Linked DNA regions of Mus musculus: all the other regions are linked to region 1. Evidence: chromatin contacts called from public Hi-C and HiCAR-type data. All regions are on one chromosome and are shown on one strand. Each heading gives the region's core, a stretch centred on a gene start, on an enhancer-like site or on the middle of the called end of the contact. The rest is flanking DNA. Distances are from core to core; before and after follow the strand shown. Region 1 overlaps Gm10248 (predicted gene 10248). Region 2 overlaps Kcnma1 (potassium large conductance calcium-activated channel, subfamily M, alpha member 1). Region 3 overlaps Kcnma1 (potassium large conductance calcium-activated channel, subfamily M, alpha member 1). Region 4 overlaps Lrmda (leucine rich melanocyte differentiation associated). Region 5 overlaps Lrmda (leucine rich melanocyte differentiation associated).

Evidence for each region. Hi-C and Micro-C count contacts between places; a contact is called where the count stands out from the background. HiCAR-type assays count read pairs that join an accessible place to other places.
Region 2: a contact with region 1 is called in a Hi-C map of uterus, with 2.7 times the contacts expected there. The contact joins two enhancer-like sites. A contact is called at or near these places in 1 of 484 Hi-C or Micro-C datasets (uterus), 1 of 115 datasets of contacts at active chromatin or transcription factors (fibro-adipogenic progenitors) and 1 of 9 other capture datasets (embryonic tail).
Region 3: a HiCAR-type map of fibro-adipogenic progenitors shows a contact between it and region 1, with 2.9 times the contacts expected there. The contact joins two enhancer-like sites. A contact is called at or near these places in 1 of 115 datasets of contacts at active chromatin or transcription factors (fibro-adipogenic progenitors) and 1 of 9 other capture datasets (embryonic tail).
Region 4: a Hi-C map of uterus shows a contact between it and region 1, with 7 times the contacts expected there. The contact joins two enhancer-like sites. A contact is called at or near these places in 1 of 484 Hi-C or Micro-C datasets (uterus) and 1 of 9 other capture datasets (embryonic trunk).
Region 5: a contact with region 1 is called in a Hi-C map of uterus, with 5 times the contacts expected there. The contact joins two enhancer-like sites. A contact is called at or near these places in 1 of 484 Hi-C or Micro-C datasets (uterus) and 1 of 9 other capture datasets (embryonic trunk).

Annotation. Positions count from the first base shown.
Region 1 is chr14:23,083,558-23,086,382 of GRCm38.p6, reverse strand. All of the region lies in intron 2 of Gm10248 (predicted gene 10248), which reads left to right. Among named protein-coding and RNA genes, the nearest start is that of Gm10248, 9.6 kb to the left of the region's middle. Within about 2 kb of position 1,477, at least 30 of the 459 cell types and tissues checked have an H3K27ac peak or open chromatin away from gene starts, as enhancers often do. A contact at or near this core is called in fibro-adipogenic progenitors and uterus, where this site is marked.
Region 2 is chr14:23,519,880-23,522,704 of GRCm38.p6, reverse strand. All of the region lies in intron 9 of Kcnma1 (potassium large conductance calcium-activated channel, subfamily M, alpha member 1), which reads left to right. It overlaps 5430425E15Rik (a long non-coding RNA gene), which reads right to left. Exons shown (of 4, transcript XR_003951125.1): 4 at 1-2,825. Among named protein-coding and RNA genes, the nearest start is that of 5430425E15Rik, 11 kb to the right of the region's middle. RefSeq lists an enhancer at 1,107-2,559. Within about 2 kb of position 1,449, at least 20 of the 459 cell types and tissues checked have an H3K27ac peak or open chromatin away from gene starts, as enhancers often do. A contact at or near this core is called in uterus, where this site is marked.
Region 3 is chr14:23,427,803-23,430,627 of GRCm38.p6, reverse strand. The region is part of intron 18 of Kcnma1 (potassium large conductance calcium-activated channel, subfamily M, alpha member 1); the gene reads left to right. Among named protein-coding and RNA genes, the nearest start is that of 5430425E15Rik, 81 kb to the left of the region's middle. Within about 2 kb of position 1,402, at least 60 of the 459 cell types and tissues checked have an H3K27ac peak or open chromatin away from gene starts, as enhancers often do. A contact at or near this core is called in fibro-adipogenic progenitors, where this site is marked.
Region 4 is chr14:22,759,012-22,761,836 of GRCm38.p6, reverse strand. All of the region lies in intron 5 of Lrmda (leucine rich melanocyte differentiation associated), which reads right to left. The region is part of intron 1 of Gm30926 (a long non-coding RNA gene); the gene reads left to right. Among named protein-coding and RNA genes, the nearest start is that of Gm30926, 41 kb to the left of the region's middle. Within about 2 kb of position 1,431, at least 47 of the 459 cell types and tissues checked have an H3K27ac peak or open chromatin away from gene starts, as enhancers often do. A contact at or near this core is called in uterus, where this site is marked.
Region 5 is chr14:22,782,444-22,785,268 of GRCm38.p6, reverse strand. The region is part of intron 5 of Lrmda (leucine rich melanocyte differentiation associated); the gene reads right to left. All of the region lies in intron 1 of Gm30926 (a long non-coding RNA gene), which reads left to right. Among named protein-coding and RNA genes, the nearest start is that of Gm30926, 18 kb to the left of the region's middle. Within about 2 kb of position 1,443, at least 60 of the 459 cell types and tissues checked have an H3K27ac peak or open chromatin away from gene starts, as enhancers often do. A contact at or near this core is called in uterus, where this site is marked.

The DNA.
Region 1 (2,825 bases), core at 228-2,727:
AGAAGTTAGAAAGAGAGAGAGAGACTGACCGTGGCCACATGGAGAGTGGGGGAAAGGGAAAGAAAGGAGAGCTAGAGAGTAAGAAAGGTGAGGGCTAAAGAGAGTGAGGAGGGGCCAAACAGCCTCTCTTATAGTGGCCTGGGCTATCTTACTGTTGCCAGGTAACTGTGGGGAGGAGCATACCTGGCAAAAGTCAGGTAACTGTGGGGGTGGAGTCTAGCCAAAATGCCAGAAGCTTGGGACATTGTCTGTGTGACTGAGTCACAGAATTATGGACAAGCACCTGATTCTGGGAATGTGGCTCACCTTTCCATCCTTTGTAGATTTCTCTATTGGGTCACCAGAGCATACCCCATTCAACCAAAATAGGCTGCCTATCACAGTCCCACACTTGGTGATTAACTTACCATGCTGGCCTCAAAATTCAGATCCACTTCTGCCTTCTGAGTGACAGAAATAATGCCTTGTCCTACCATTCCCAGTGGTTAAAAATTTTTAAATATTATTCAATTTTAAAATTTTAATTTCAAAAATAAAAAACTTAAAATATTTGAGTTTTAATTTGCTAATAATTTGTCTAGAGTTTGCCTTTAGTGTAGCTTTTTATTTCTGTATTTGTCTGCTGGTTATACATAGCATATAAAACGAGGGGGCAAATAGCATGCACACTCATTTCTCCTGAAGAGTTAATATGAGATTGTAGTTGCTTCTAATTTGCATGTTTGAAATAATTCTCTGGGGTAGTTTTTGAGCTTTGAAGAGTTCATTTTGATATTTTAGTTTAAAAAAATGTTTATCAGATGTCAAATAATTACAATTTCTGCTTATTTAATAAAATTTGATCAGCTTAAAACACAAATAGTTTTGAAATTCTGGGTGGACTTTAGATGTAAATATGAAAGGCAAAATAAGATTGGAAGTTAAAAATCTGGTAATGTATGTGGGATAAAGTGAATATTTTAATACATTGAAAGAACATTAATCAAAAAATAAAGGTTAAGAAAACATCACATCAAATTCAGTAACTTTTGCTCATGTAAAAATACTGTGAAGAAAATGGGAGAAGATATCTGTACTGTTAAAGCAGAAGAGGCCAAAGTAAATAGTAATTAGTAGATATCTATTAAGAATGAGTTAGACTTTTGCTCGTTTGTAAGAAAAGCCAATGAAGCTAAAATAATGAAAGCTGCTAGCATCATTGCTGATGGACAGGCTTAGAATGATGCTTCATTGAAAGGGCCACCTAATTCCCAAATACAAAACCAGGAAGGAAGTAAAGTTGGGTTTTATCAAAGTGTGTTGTAACAGCAGAGAAGCTGTGATATGACAGTAAACTCATTTCAACATTCCATGGTAAATGTTACAACAAAAAATATCCCCTCCTGGCCTGCTTCCCGAAAAGTTCTAGTGTGTTTTGGGTCACTGTGACACCAGCATTCTCTTCAGCAGTGACTCATAGCATTTGGGGGTTGAGATCAACACCACAGTTGATTTATGACCATGCTCAAGGCCCCAAGAAATTTTCAGCAGAAACCAAACTTGGAGCTTATATGGGTGCCACTGCCTATTTTATCAAATTTTTGTCAAGTTTATTTATTTATTTTTTAAATAAATGAATGTACTTATCAAATCCTCATGCTATTTAGAGATACTTAACTACAAGCCAATATATTGAGTTAAGAACTATTAAAGAAATATATTGTGCTAGCAGGCTGGAGGTTTGGATTAAAGATTATCCACACATCTGCTGTTATCCATCATGCCCCTAACCTCAGTTTGGGGCTAGAGAAAATCAGAACAGCCTCTCCCACCAGGTGAACTTGGGTACCACCTGTTACTTTGGCTGAGTAGGAAGCCTGCCCATGGATTTTTAGTAAGCAAAAAAATTTGACTTTGGCAGAACATTAAAAAGAAGTAATATTTCAAAATAATGCAAGAGAGCAATATTTATGAAACTGTTTTGCACACAGTTTCTGAGAAGCCAGCTCTGGCCTACCATTATAAATCATTCTCTGACTGCGTTAGAGGGGAGAAGGTTTGCCAAATAGATCCTAGAGGATCTGTAACAGAGACTGCTGTTTTAAAATGATCAAATTATCTTAGGATCTAGACATGGGGAATGTTAGCACTCTGCTCTCCCCCCCAACTCCTCCCCCACCAAATGTGGAAAAGAGTTTCAAAATGGAAACCTATGAAAGAGAGAGTAGAATAAGAACACAGAGAGCAAATAGACACAGGAAACCAGTGGGACCAGCCCCACATCCCCCTCTAACCAGCCCCAGATGGAGGCGTCCACCATAGCAGCCACTCCTACATTGTTGTGGCTTGGTAGCATCAGTTGTTTAGCATGTCATTGCAAAGTTCTCTGAACACTTCCCTCTGGCTTTGTCCATTTGTAGACACCACTCTGGAATTGGGGTATGACAAGAATTAGAATTGACATCCACCAAACTCTGTGTGTCCTGGAGCCAGCCTCAATGGCTCTGCCACTGTCACATCAAGCTCCATCCCTCCCGGCCACTCTGTGTCTGCACCCATGACACCTGTCAGAAACTTTCAAGTGTCTGCTCATTTCTTTATCAATGTGGCCTGCACAGCCCAGGCAAAGGAGGAGTGACATTTGGGATGAGAGAGAGATGGGTAGTGCCTCCCCCGCCCTCTGTCTCCTCTAACTGTCAGCTTGAGTTTTCTCTCTACATATCAAGATTGATACCTAGTTGCCTTGTCATTTAGAAATGCATGGAGTGGTAACCAGGTTTGAAAACAGTGTGGGAGACTGGGAACTTGAGCAGTCTCCTTAGAGAATGATGCATCAAGAAGAAATT
Region 2 (2,825 bases), core at 200-2,699, 440 kb before region 1:
GCACAGCTGGGGAGCCATCCAGGCCTTATGTTTCCCATGATGTGGCTTCAATGGCCCCAAACTGAGGTAGTTCTGGCCCAGGTGTTTGGGACAGAGAGAAGAGTGTGGGTGTAGAGGGCTCCACAGATTTTTGGTAGCCAGAAGCTGAGAGGACACATGGAAAGAAAGGAATTAAAAAAAAAAAAAAGACAAGGAGTGGACAAAGGAGAACAGGAAACCAGATGTAATTAGCATGGAAGGAAAATCTCCATGGTGACTTCCCAATTCTAGAGTGGGGAGCAGTTTCTACAGCCAGACCCATATCTTGCTCCAGAGCAATTGCTCTTGCTCTTGAGCTTCAGTGTTGGTCTCTTACTACAAACACCATACTGTTTTATCTAGTAGACCAGTTTCAGGATTTGTAGGTTGGTCCATTTTGAGCTCTTGATTTCCAAGAGATAGAAGTAAACTTATTTAAAGAACTCCATGTATACCTGGGACCATATTTTCTACCCTCATCTGGACCCAATGCTTCAAGAATTCAGAGAATAACTATATCTCCTTCATAATCTCCAGCTTGCCAGGGCATTCCTCTCTGCTAGCTAATCATGGGGCTCTATGCATCTCCTTCTGATTTCTTATGAGTGGGGCCTAGTTTAGCTACTTATTCAATATAGGCTGTTCTTCTCATTCATGTTCATGCTCCCTCTCCCTCTCCCTCTCCCTCTCCCTCTCCCTCTCCCTCTCCCTCTCCCTCTCCCTCTCCCTCTCCCTCTCCCTCTCCCTCTCCCTCTCCCTCTCCCTCTCCCTCTCCCTCTGCCTCTCCCTCTCCCTCTCCCTCTCCCTCTCCCTTTCCCTCTTCCTCTCCCTTTCCCTTTCCCTCTTCCTCTCCCTCTCCCTCTTCCCCCCTCCCCCTCCCTCTCCCTCTCCCCCTCCCTCCTCCTTACTCAGACCCCATGTGTTTCTTTATGCCTACTTACTACCTTGGCTCTACATGGGCTGTTCCTCTATCTTCTCCCTACTTTCAGGTTTTACCCACAGTGATTCCAGGCCATTTTTAAAGGCCATAATATGGCTATTTCCTTAAAAAGATTCTTTTTATTTGCCCCCTCTTGGGGGTCTATCCTTGCCAAAAGAGAATCACCATGTGCTGTACCTTCATGTTTATTCATTCCACATGTGTTTATTGACTGCTTGCTCTGTGCCAGGCATCAGGGACAGATACATTCCAGCACACCTATTAAACCCTCCAGCCGTACAACAGCTCTCGCTCTCTGTTGAGCTATCTGGCCACCTAAGTGGTTGGGAAGTTCAGCTCGAGAGCTTATTTAAACCTGCCTCGGATCCCAGGGAGTCTCCCTGCAATGCTGTGGTTGCTCTCAGCCTGGCCTCCAGTGTGCGAGAGTGGGATGTGGGTTAAGTCATGTGGTGCTATCTTGGCTTGATACCATGGGCCTGCTTTCCTTTCCTGTTTATGTGGATCTCGGGTGACGTTCACTCTCACTTCTCCCAGGCCTGCAAGGGCCGGACTGCTCACGGGAGGGATGTTTCCCATAAGATGTCATTTACGATTTCTCTGCCTCAGACATCACTCAGGTTGAAATGGGACTGAAGTCTTGTATTTTACACAATCTTTGATCCCTTGTCAGGAAAAGCATTGAGCACTTCTCCTCTCGTAGCCCACGTGACTCCCCTGCAATATCTCAGGATTCCTCGATTTTAAAAACCATAAATTAGCAAATCATCAACATATCACCGGGGAGGTTCATCTGGTAGCGATTGTAGTCAGAAGGAAACATGGGCCCTAATAACTGATTTTCACAAAGATACAAAGAATTGTAGACAGACAGATACAGTAAATAGGAAGACAAATAGATAATTCAAGCTGACAGGCCATCTTGAACTGATTAGGCATTCTGCTTTGATTAGCATTAAACTTTTTGTGGAAAGAGGAAAAAAAGAAAAAAAAATGTTGCCCTCATACTTTGGGAAAACGACCCCTGATGACTTCTGAAATTGGGCACTGAGAGGCAGATCACAGCGCATTTGGCATTAGATGCCCCACATGATGTAGTGTCCCAAGTAGTCCTTTCCAATGACAGGGGCCTTGGTGGGTGTGGATGCAGATACTTCCTCCTTGGCATCTGCTTTGGGTCCTTCTCAGGCACGTCTCCAGTCCTTTTCAAACTTGAACATCTGAAAAGAGACTTGGCTGCATAGTCAATCAAACTCTAGGTAATGCGGATGGGATGAAGGCCTCCCCTCTGCCCCCCTTCCCTGCTGTCTTTCTTCCCTTCCACACACTTAGCAGAATGTTCCACCTATTGTTCTCTAAACAAGAATAGAAATGTAGGTGGGAGATGAACTGGGTACCTTGCGGGGTGGGGGCGCATTCAAGCATCGACTTTTGCTTTCAAATATCCTACCTCCATTTACAAAGGAATTCTGATTGTGAATTTTCTAATTATAATCCCGAAAGATTCTTTCTGCTCAGCCTCATGTTTGATGGAGTGAGTCCTTGCTGGGTAGATTTAGAATCCCAGGAACAAATGCAAGCATCCGAGACTAAGTTGCACCCTATTTTCTGTCTTCCTGACATGCCATTCATTCTGATAGAAGTCTTTCCAGAGTTGCGACGAGCAGTTCCTTGCAGACTTGGGGTTCTTTCCACCACTGCTGTCACCATGCTCTGAAAATAAAACAGCAAACTTTCTCACTGGCCAAGTCCAGCGTCTCTTTGTATTAAAATATCATAGACATCAATGCAGCATGAAGGATGTGGAAATCTGATTCTGTTGCTGTCAGAGTTGAACCTCCATACAGTACTGGTATTACATGGCAGCAGC
Region 3 (2,825 bases), core at 153-2,652, 340 kb before region 1:
GTAACAGGAGGAACTGGGTTCAGGGGAGATATCATTTCTCATTTATAGGATTTAAAAGACCCTCTTATTCCTAGTGTTTCATCTAACAATATACCTCAGACAAAAGGGTTTTTCTTTTGTAGAGGATTTTGTTTATAATTTGAGCCTTTGAAGAATGGTTTCATGTTAAGAAACAATGCTTCCCTTCCCTAGACTGATTTAAAAAGTGGGCTGTGGTCTAAGAAGTGTGCCTTAATTTAACAGCATTTTTTTTTCCTTTCACACTAGTCTCCTCTTACATATACTCCCTTGGAGACCAAATTATTTTCCCTCTAGCATCTGGAAACCTCCACTTTGGCCTCTTTGGCAAGGCCACTTTTCCTCTCCCTTCCAATCCACCCCCCAAATTAAGATTCTGCAATTGCAACTTGGCTGGCCATTTGGTTGCTGATGCCGGAGGTAGATGGCACTGCAGACAGCATGGGCTGCAACCCTTCCTTCCATTCCAGACTTGGTGCAGAAGGGCCAACCAGCAGAGGACCTGAGGCCTGATACCTGATTGCATCAGTGTGCCCCAAGGAAAGAAAAGTGACCATGCTCCATCTGCAGCAGGTTTCATTTCTTAGCAACACGACCTTTGACAACAGAGGAAAAGTCGGGCAAGTGTGTCTCTGAGAAAGCCTTCCACTGTAAACATTCAACAGTAAACAGATAGCTTTGATGGTGTCCACTAGGGAAGTACTTCTGTTTTGTCTCTATAAATACTACTAGGAAGTCATAATGGAAGTATTGGATGGGCATCCATTTTATTGTGTTGAAGAGAAGCACATGAAAGCTTTCTTCTGAAGCGATGAAACTGCTCAAACAAAGTTATCTGTTTTTTAGAGGAAGGTGAGACCCAGGATCAGACTCTTGGCACTGACATGATCTCTTCACATCATTGGTACTGGTCCAAGAACAAGAACATTTTGTGGGCCAAAGAGAAAAGGAAGTCTCGGGTGGCTTATATATTTTTCTTTCCCAGAGTTAAGTTGGCCTATGGGGGCAGTTTATAGAGCATAAAGTTCCAAGAGCCCCAAGACAGAGTGACAAGTAGCCACACCATTAATAATCTGGCCCAGTCCCTCTCTCAGGAAGCTGCTGCAGAGCTGAGGCATGGGGACCCCATCCACCAATACACTTAAACCAATGTGTTTGCAAGTTGCCACTGTTGACCGCCCCAGGATGCTGTCCCAGGACCTTTCAGCCATTTGTCCTCACTACCCCTAAACATCCGCCACTGAACTGAAATAACACCACAAGATTTCAAGTCTTAGAGAGGAGACAAGGCCTAGGAGAGATGAAACAGCAAGGTCAGGGTTTGCTCTGTTAAGGAGCTGCTTGCTCTCCTACAGCAGTCCACTAGATGTCCTCATAGACCTACTCTGCTCTGCTCTCACACTACAGAAAACATTTTCATTGGTGACTGGGAAGAGCGGTGGATGGCTACTAACTAAGAAAGGAACTCAGCAAACAACAGTGGAGAGAAGATTTTCTTACTTTCTTTTTTTTTTTTTTTAATGACTAGGAATACATGAGAAACGTGTTTTAAATAGATACTGAAGTATTGCAAGTAGGTCTGTGAAACTCAACCTTAGGGGTTTAAAGTACCTCTCTGATACTGGAAACAAATCCTCTGACCCAAAATCGGATGTACAAAAAAAATAGCCACTAAGAAGGCTCTGGAAATCTGTAATTCACTGGAACCAAAGTGAAGGGTTAGGAAGCTGTAGAGTTGAGGAAGGTGACAGAGGAAGTCTGTGATGTAGTACTGATACAACTTTATTTTATAACCCAAGAATAAAATGCCCACATATTCTGGAACACCTACTACAAGGGAGGCAAATCTTCAGCTTTTCTTTGCTAATCTTCACCATGAGTAATAACGGTCCAGAGGGAATCTCTTAACTGAACATACATCCCTCAACCCTGATGGATTGCTCCATCAGATGCAAGGTCAGAATCACCCTTCTCCTCGGCTTAGGAAACAGACCTAGAAGCACATAGGTGATGACACACGTGACTGGGGTGGTGCAGAAGGGGGGCACACACTTAACTGGTTGTCTTTACTCTAGACCTTGTGGTTCATGAAGGTTTGTCAATATGTGGGGCTCAATCATTTTTAACTGTTTTTGTCTTGTCTCTGAGCCTCATGTTGATCATTCTTGCTGGTGTGTGTGTGTGTGTGTGTGTGTGTGTGTGTGTGTGTGTGTGTGTGTTGCTCTTTGTCTTTTGAGATTTCTTTTCTGCATTTGGTGGGAGTGTGAAATGACTGGGCAGGAGTGTTGACTAAGAGCATGTTTTCTGTTTTATGCATATGCTGCTCTGGAATGTGACTGCTTATAATTAACAGTTAATCTTCTTATAGCAAATGGGTTTCTGCTGCCTCAGTTACCAGTTGCAGCCTGTTACTGCATGCTAACAATATGAAATTTTACAACAGTGCATGGTCTCCGGAACAGCCAACCATGACAGTTGCAAACAGTCCCTGAAAGCCACTGGTTTGGTGTTTTGCTCCTTCCTGAACATTTTGGAAGTGGGAGGCTTCCATTGCCCATTGTGACAAGTTGACCTCTGTGGGGGGAAAAAGATTCCAAAGTTACCTATTCCCATCACCCTTCCATATGTATATATATATATATATATATATATATATATATATATATATACACACACACATGAACTTTCTTTCCCCATAAATGTGTCACATTCTATTACCATGCATGAACCCGAAATGGCAGTATGAAAATGAAAACCAGGGACTGTTGCTAATGAGAAACATAGCATTTCTGAGTTTGATGGGATTT
Region 4 (2,825 bases), core at 182-2,681, 320 kb after region 1:
ACACACACACACACACACACACACAAAATCTAAAACTACATAAAATAAGCATTTTAATGAAAAATATTTTCATATAATATGTTTTGATTATCTTTATCTTTCCCCTCTTCCAATGTCTCCCAGGTCCTCCCAAGATTCTCAACCACTCAGGTCTCTCTCTCTCTCTCTCTCTCTCTCTCTCTCTCTCTCTCTTTCTTCCTTCCAAAGATTTTCACTATATGCCTTTCATCATATTTATAGTCTTACTAATCTACCAAATTCTAGAGACAGAGAGGCAGAGAGACATAGGCAGAGAGACAGAGATCCACTCATCCAAATCGATTAACAGCATATTAACTGCACCAACCCTGAATTCATATCCTAAGAATGGAACATTTTCCTGCACCTTCCTACAGGGTGTCAACTGCCATCCTTGCCTCAAGACTGAGACGTAAATTCAAGAAACCCATGTTCAACTAGCAGGTGAGACTTAAAGGCGAATGTTCACTGAGGTGAAACCGCTTGTCTTTTAGACTCAGGACTGGGAAAACCATTCTGGGTATCAGCTCATGTCAAACCACATCCCAACAGGCTCCCTTGACTCTCAGCTTCATTAAGGTAACTCACAGCAAATGCTCAGAGGCTATGGATTGCCTCCAACTAGTTCCTGGTTACAGACCGTGATGGAATGAGAGACAGACACTTCTTCTAAGTAAGGTCTCATAACTCTACTCTGAACCTGCATCTGCGGCTGGCATCCCAGGTGATTATGTCAAAGTACAGAGGAGGAAGCCACAGCAAAAAAGGTGACAATTTCCATGCCACCAAGTTTTCAAAGAACCACATTCAAGAACTGTTCTGTGCTTCATGCTTTAGTTACAGGAATTTGCGAATCCTCCCAACACCCAACTATAGAAGCCCACACCCCAGCTGTCCAAACCATCAGCATCAAACAAACAGCAGGCTTGCTCATCTCCCCATCAGGACAAAAGCAAGGAGAATTGCCAAATTCGTTCACAAAACATTTAATTTATAACAGTTAAAATCTGGCCTCTGACCAAGTCCAAAAGAAGTATGTCTTATTTCACTCGCTCTTGAATATGTCTCCTTTAGAGATAAATAGCACTGAGTACTGCCAGCTCTCTCCTCAGTTTGGTGTTTTGCTTAGTTGGGCTTGTGACAAGCCAAGAGTTGATGTATCTGCTTGAATGTGTAATTTACCTCTCTGGTCAACTTAGCTTTTTTTTCCTTGACAATATTATGTCAAACAATCACATCACAACTGGCTCTGATCTCTTTGTTGTTAGCTAATAAATTAGAGAGTATTTATTATCTGCAATCCTCTTTTCCTCTTTTAATGGTGACACATTTGTGGTGAATTACAGGGCAGCTTTATAAACTAGGCTTGGGGCCAGTCACAGGCCCTGCATCCATGTGAATGTTCCTTCTCCCGGTTGGCCTCCCAGACTGGTGGTAAATCAAGGCAGCTGCCAAGACACACTCGTTACTGTGCGTCATTGGGGAGAGCAGGAAGCGTTGGGGGTATAATTCTGTCTATCAAACTAATATGTTATATCAGTAGCTTTGTAATCTTCTGCCATAACTTATGGGAAGTGACACCTAAGAATTCACTTTGAAGGCAATGTGTTTCTCAGACTTTAAGCCAAAGCAGACCTGATTCAAGCAACAGTTCTCTGTTTACACGGATGGCTTCCTAGGTCTGGAGAATCAGGTCCCTATCAATGTGGCAAGACTTTACACATCCAGCCACAGGCTCCTTTTCTTGTTTAGAGCACTCCTGGCAGGATTTATAAACCTTTCCAACAGGTTTCTTCTTGTCTTTTCTCTTTGTGACCCTAGCCTTTCACCTTCAGTAGCAAGATGGATAAATGCACTCCTTGAATGTTATCATGACCAAACAGACCTCTCTGATGGGCAGGAAGGAATGGCCACCCCACTTCCCTTCAAACTCTGCCTTGACAAATGTGGGAAACAGCTGTTTGGGACAGAAGAATTCTCCCAGTGATAAGAACAGCAGTGTCAGCTCTGTGTTCTTGTTACTAAACAACCATGTGACACTGAAATGAGGAAGAAGGAAGCCTTAGGCAGACAGCATAGTGCCACAGCCCAGATGTTGGAGCCACCATGCTCTGAACCCCAAATTTTTCCTCTCTGAACTTATCCATGGATTATCCCTGCCACCTTGCCCCCCTTTACCTGCTGGCTGTTTTTCTCAGCTGGCCAATGAGAGAAGCACTTTGGGAGAGATTAAGTAGTTCTCAGAGCTGCCATCTGATGGGAAAAAAAAAAATCTCCAAGAATGGTTCAAAGGAGTTAGACCTCCTCCAGGCACAAAACTAAATATGCACAGTAAAGAAATTTGAAAAATGCCTGTCCTTGCCATCCCGGTCCCTCTGTGATTGATGGCAGAGAGGGCTTGCTATGATCATTTTACTCTGACAGGTCCCAGGCATAAATCCCACAGAGTTGCTGCTCTCCTCTGACAGCCTTCTGAGGGCTCCAGTTAGGAACAGGAAACAGGCCTCTATTTTTTACCCTCGGTGCTCCTTCAGGTGCAAAGAAAAGACAGCATGGAAAAAAAAATTCCTTATCAGAGGGAAAACCAGATTCAAAGCACTCTTCACATTTATTCATCAGAAAGAATGGCCACCAGACAAGAATGGGGCCTCAGCCCCACTTCTTCAAGCTTAAATTTAAACCTTCCAAAGAAAAGCTTTGAAACCTTCTCAGAGTGAGGAATGGACCACCCCCAACACACACACACACACACACACACACACACACACACACACACACACACACACACTCCTTTTCTACTATAGTGT
Region 5 (2,825 bases), core at 194-2,693, 300 kb after region 1:
CTGAAGAGAATGGCCAACCATATTCCACAGACAGAATGAAATCATTCACTTAATCCCCGAACTCGTATCTAATGGATGTGAGTACATCTTGTGTTTTGTCCTAGGCACTAGAGGTTTGTGAGCAAAATAGGCAGAAATACTACCAGCCTTGCAACTAGTACAGAATTGGGAAAATACAGAAATCAAAAACACCTCCTTCACTATCCTACTAAAATCAGTTACAGACTCAATGTGGAGCCCAGTAAAATGTGCTAGCTCTTGTATAGGTTTTCTGTACACACTGCCATGGCTTCTGTGTCTTAAAAGAGCACAGACTTACTGTTTGAATGTTAGCCATTTGTAAACAGGTCCTGGTAGGTGAAATCAAGCTGCTTCTTTTGGATGCTGTGAGGAGTAGAAATGCTTGGAGTTGCCCCTGCCCTGTCTCTCCTGCATTTCTTTCTTTCCATCATCAAAGTGCACTCCCATCTCAGCCCTCTTCATCGCATCACCTCCTGTCCCTGTGACTTTCTCTGAGTCCCTCTACCCAGTGACTGTGTTTATACCAGGCCCATGTGAACAGCCAGAGCTCTTCGAGCTTTGACTGATGGCCTAGAGGCACAATGCTTTCTTGCTCGTTTCACCATTCCATGGTGAAAGACAACAAAACATTCGAGAATCAAAGATCACAAGAATGTTCAAGGTCTGGGTTTCCAAGAGTAAGTAAGATGATGTACTGGAAATGTGTACTGCTATTATTATACCGTTGTTACAATTATCCAGTGATACAATTATCATAGTTGAGCCCACGTCTTCGACTATACAAACCATTGCAATGTCCAGAACTCTCTTCCCACTACTTAAATTACAATCTACTTTGTAAGTCCCTGCCTTGTTCATTCTCTCTGCCTCCTCAGCTAGGAGTGATGCTGTTTTCTTCCCTTCCAACCTCCAGTAATGTAAGCACCAACCATTTAAGACTATGTTATTATCATTGTCATTATTATTATTAGCCACACACACACACACCCATGTATTGTGAGGAAGGCAGAGATGTTTGTCCTATTGCTTACTTAGCACAGAGATGAGGCCACAGTAGATCATTTTTTTTAGATCACTAAGTGACTAAGTGGACTGGTTCCAGAGTTTAGTCCTCAGGGGTCTGCATGAAAAGCACAGTTCCAATGTCACATTCAAGGGGAGCCAGCTGTGAGCTTCCTCATTCCCCTACTACACTGCACTCTGACTTCCAAAATGAAAGCAATCCCCATCTTTCCCAGACATCATGTACAAGATGATGCCCTCCCAACCAGGATGAGGACGGCTTCTGGCCTCCATCTGTGTGCCAAGTAGCACAAGTGTCTGCTATACACCCTGAGGAAGGCAAACAGGACACAGAATAGAACAAAGAGCTCACACCAGTCAAAGCCAGTTTGAGCCAGTCCGCACTGCTCTGAGAACTCCACCCCCCCTCCCTCCCAGCTGGCAAGAGGACAAGAAGAAGATCACTGACTTCAATCTTTGGCCTCCTAACCACGAAAGGACTTGTGAAGGTGAACGGTTTGCAGACGAAGGGGGATATAAAAGAGACAAAACCAGGATAAAAATTAAATAAAAAGTAGCTGTCTTAAACTGTAATTGCAGTCCTCTGCTGAGCACGCTTGCAGATATATAAATGTGATTTACCATCAGCTTGCAACTACAAATCAGGTCTTGAGAAACACTTGTGCTATGAAATTGTTTAATCTCATCAAGCTCTGCTTTCACAGCAAGCCATAAATCACGGAGTCTTTGTTATCATAGACCTCCACCAGCGCCTCTCTGGCAGGCCATGGATCGTGGGTATATATAATCTTGACTGCACAAACACTGGGGTCGACGCAGGCTGAAATACTTTCATAATAGCCACTGTGCAGCTGCTGGAACACAAGCCCATGATGGATATCTCATTTCCTACAGTCGGCATCTATTTCGAGCAAATTATTACCACATAAATTTCTTGTCAACAGAAACGGCCAATTAATTAAGTTAAAAATTTACTTGTGATCACATCTACAAACCAAATAGAACGGCAAGGCAATTTTCCAGTTACTGAATATACTGCAGGTCAGTTTAATGAATAATTTTTAACTTTGTCATAAACTCAAAGACAGGCTAATATCTCCAGAAAACTGAATGGAGACCAGCTGCCGACAGATTTACACAAAATATATTTATGGGGAATTTGATTGCTGACATCTGGGGACAGAAATAAACTTTCTATAATTACAGAGACATCTTTGCCATATATATGGATTTCTTTCACCCAAAAATGCAAATATGTCCTCAGGAAGGGTATATTTATATGTTCAGGCAGGGCTACAATGGGGTTCGATGGCTTTTGGAGAAATCATTGCATTAAATTTCTTTGCTAGTGATGGGTTCAGTATCATAGGGAGAGACAAAATCATGGGCAAAGACCTGTTTATCACTGACCCACACCTGTCCCAACCCCAAATCAGCTCTCTCTCTCTCTCTCTCTCTCTCTCTCTCTCTCTCTCTCCCCCTCTCTCTCTCTCTCTCTCTCTCTCTCCTTCTCTCTCTCCCTCTCTCTCTCTCTCTCCCTCTCTTCCCCCTCTCTCCCCCCTCTCCCTCCCTCTCTCTCTGAGGTGGTACACCACTTGGCACATGTCCAGCAGTGTAAGCAGCACTCAGAGGCTTTGTCAGGTAAGGCAGACGGACATAGCTTCCCCACAGAGCTGTGATGCCCATGAACCAGATCTGCTTGGAAAATCAGGCCAGCAGAGGGCCCTATAATAATTCCTCGTCCAACCATGTGTCTTTGAACTGAAGGAAAACCATGGTGT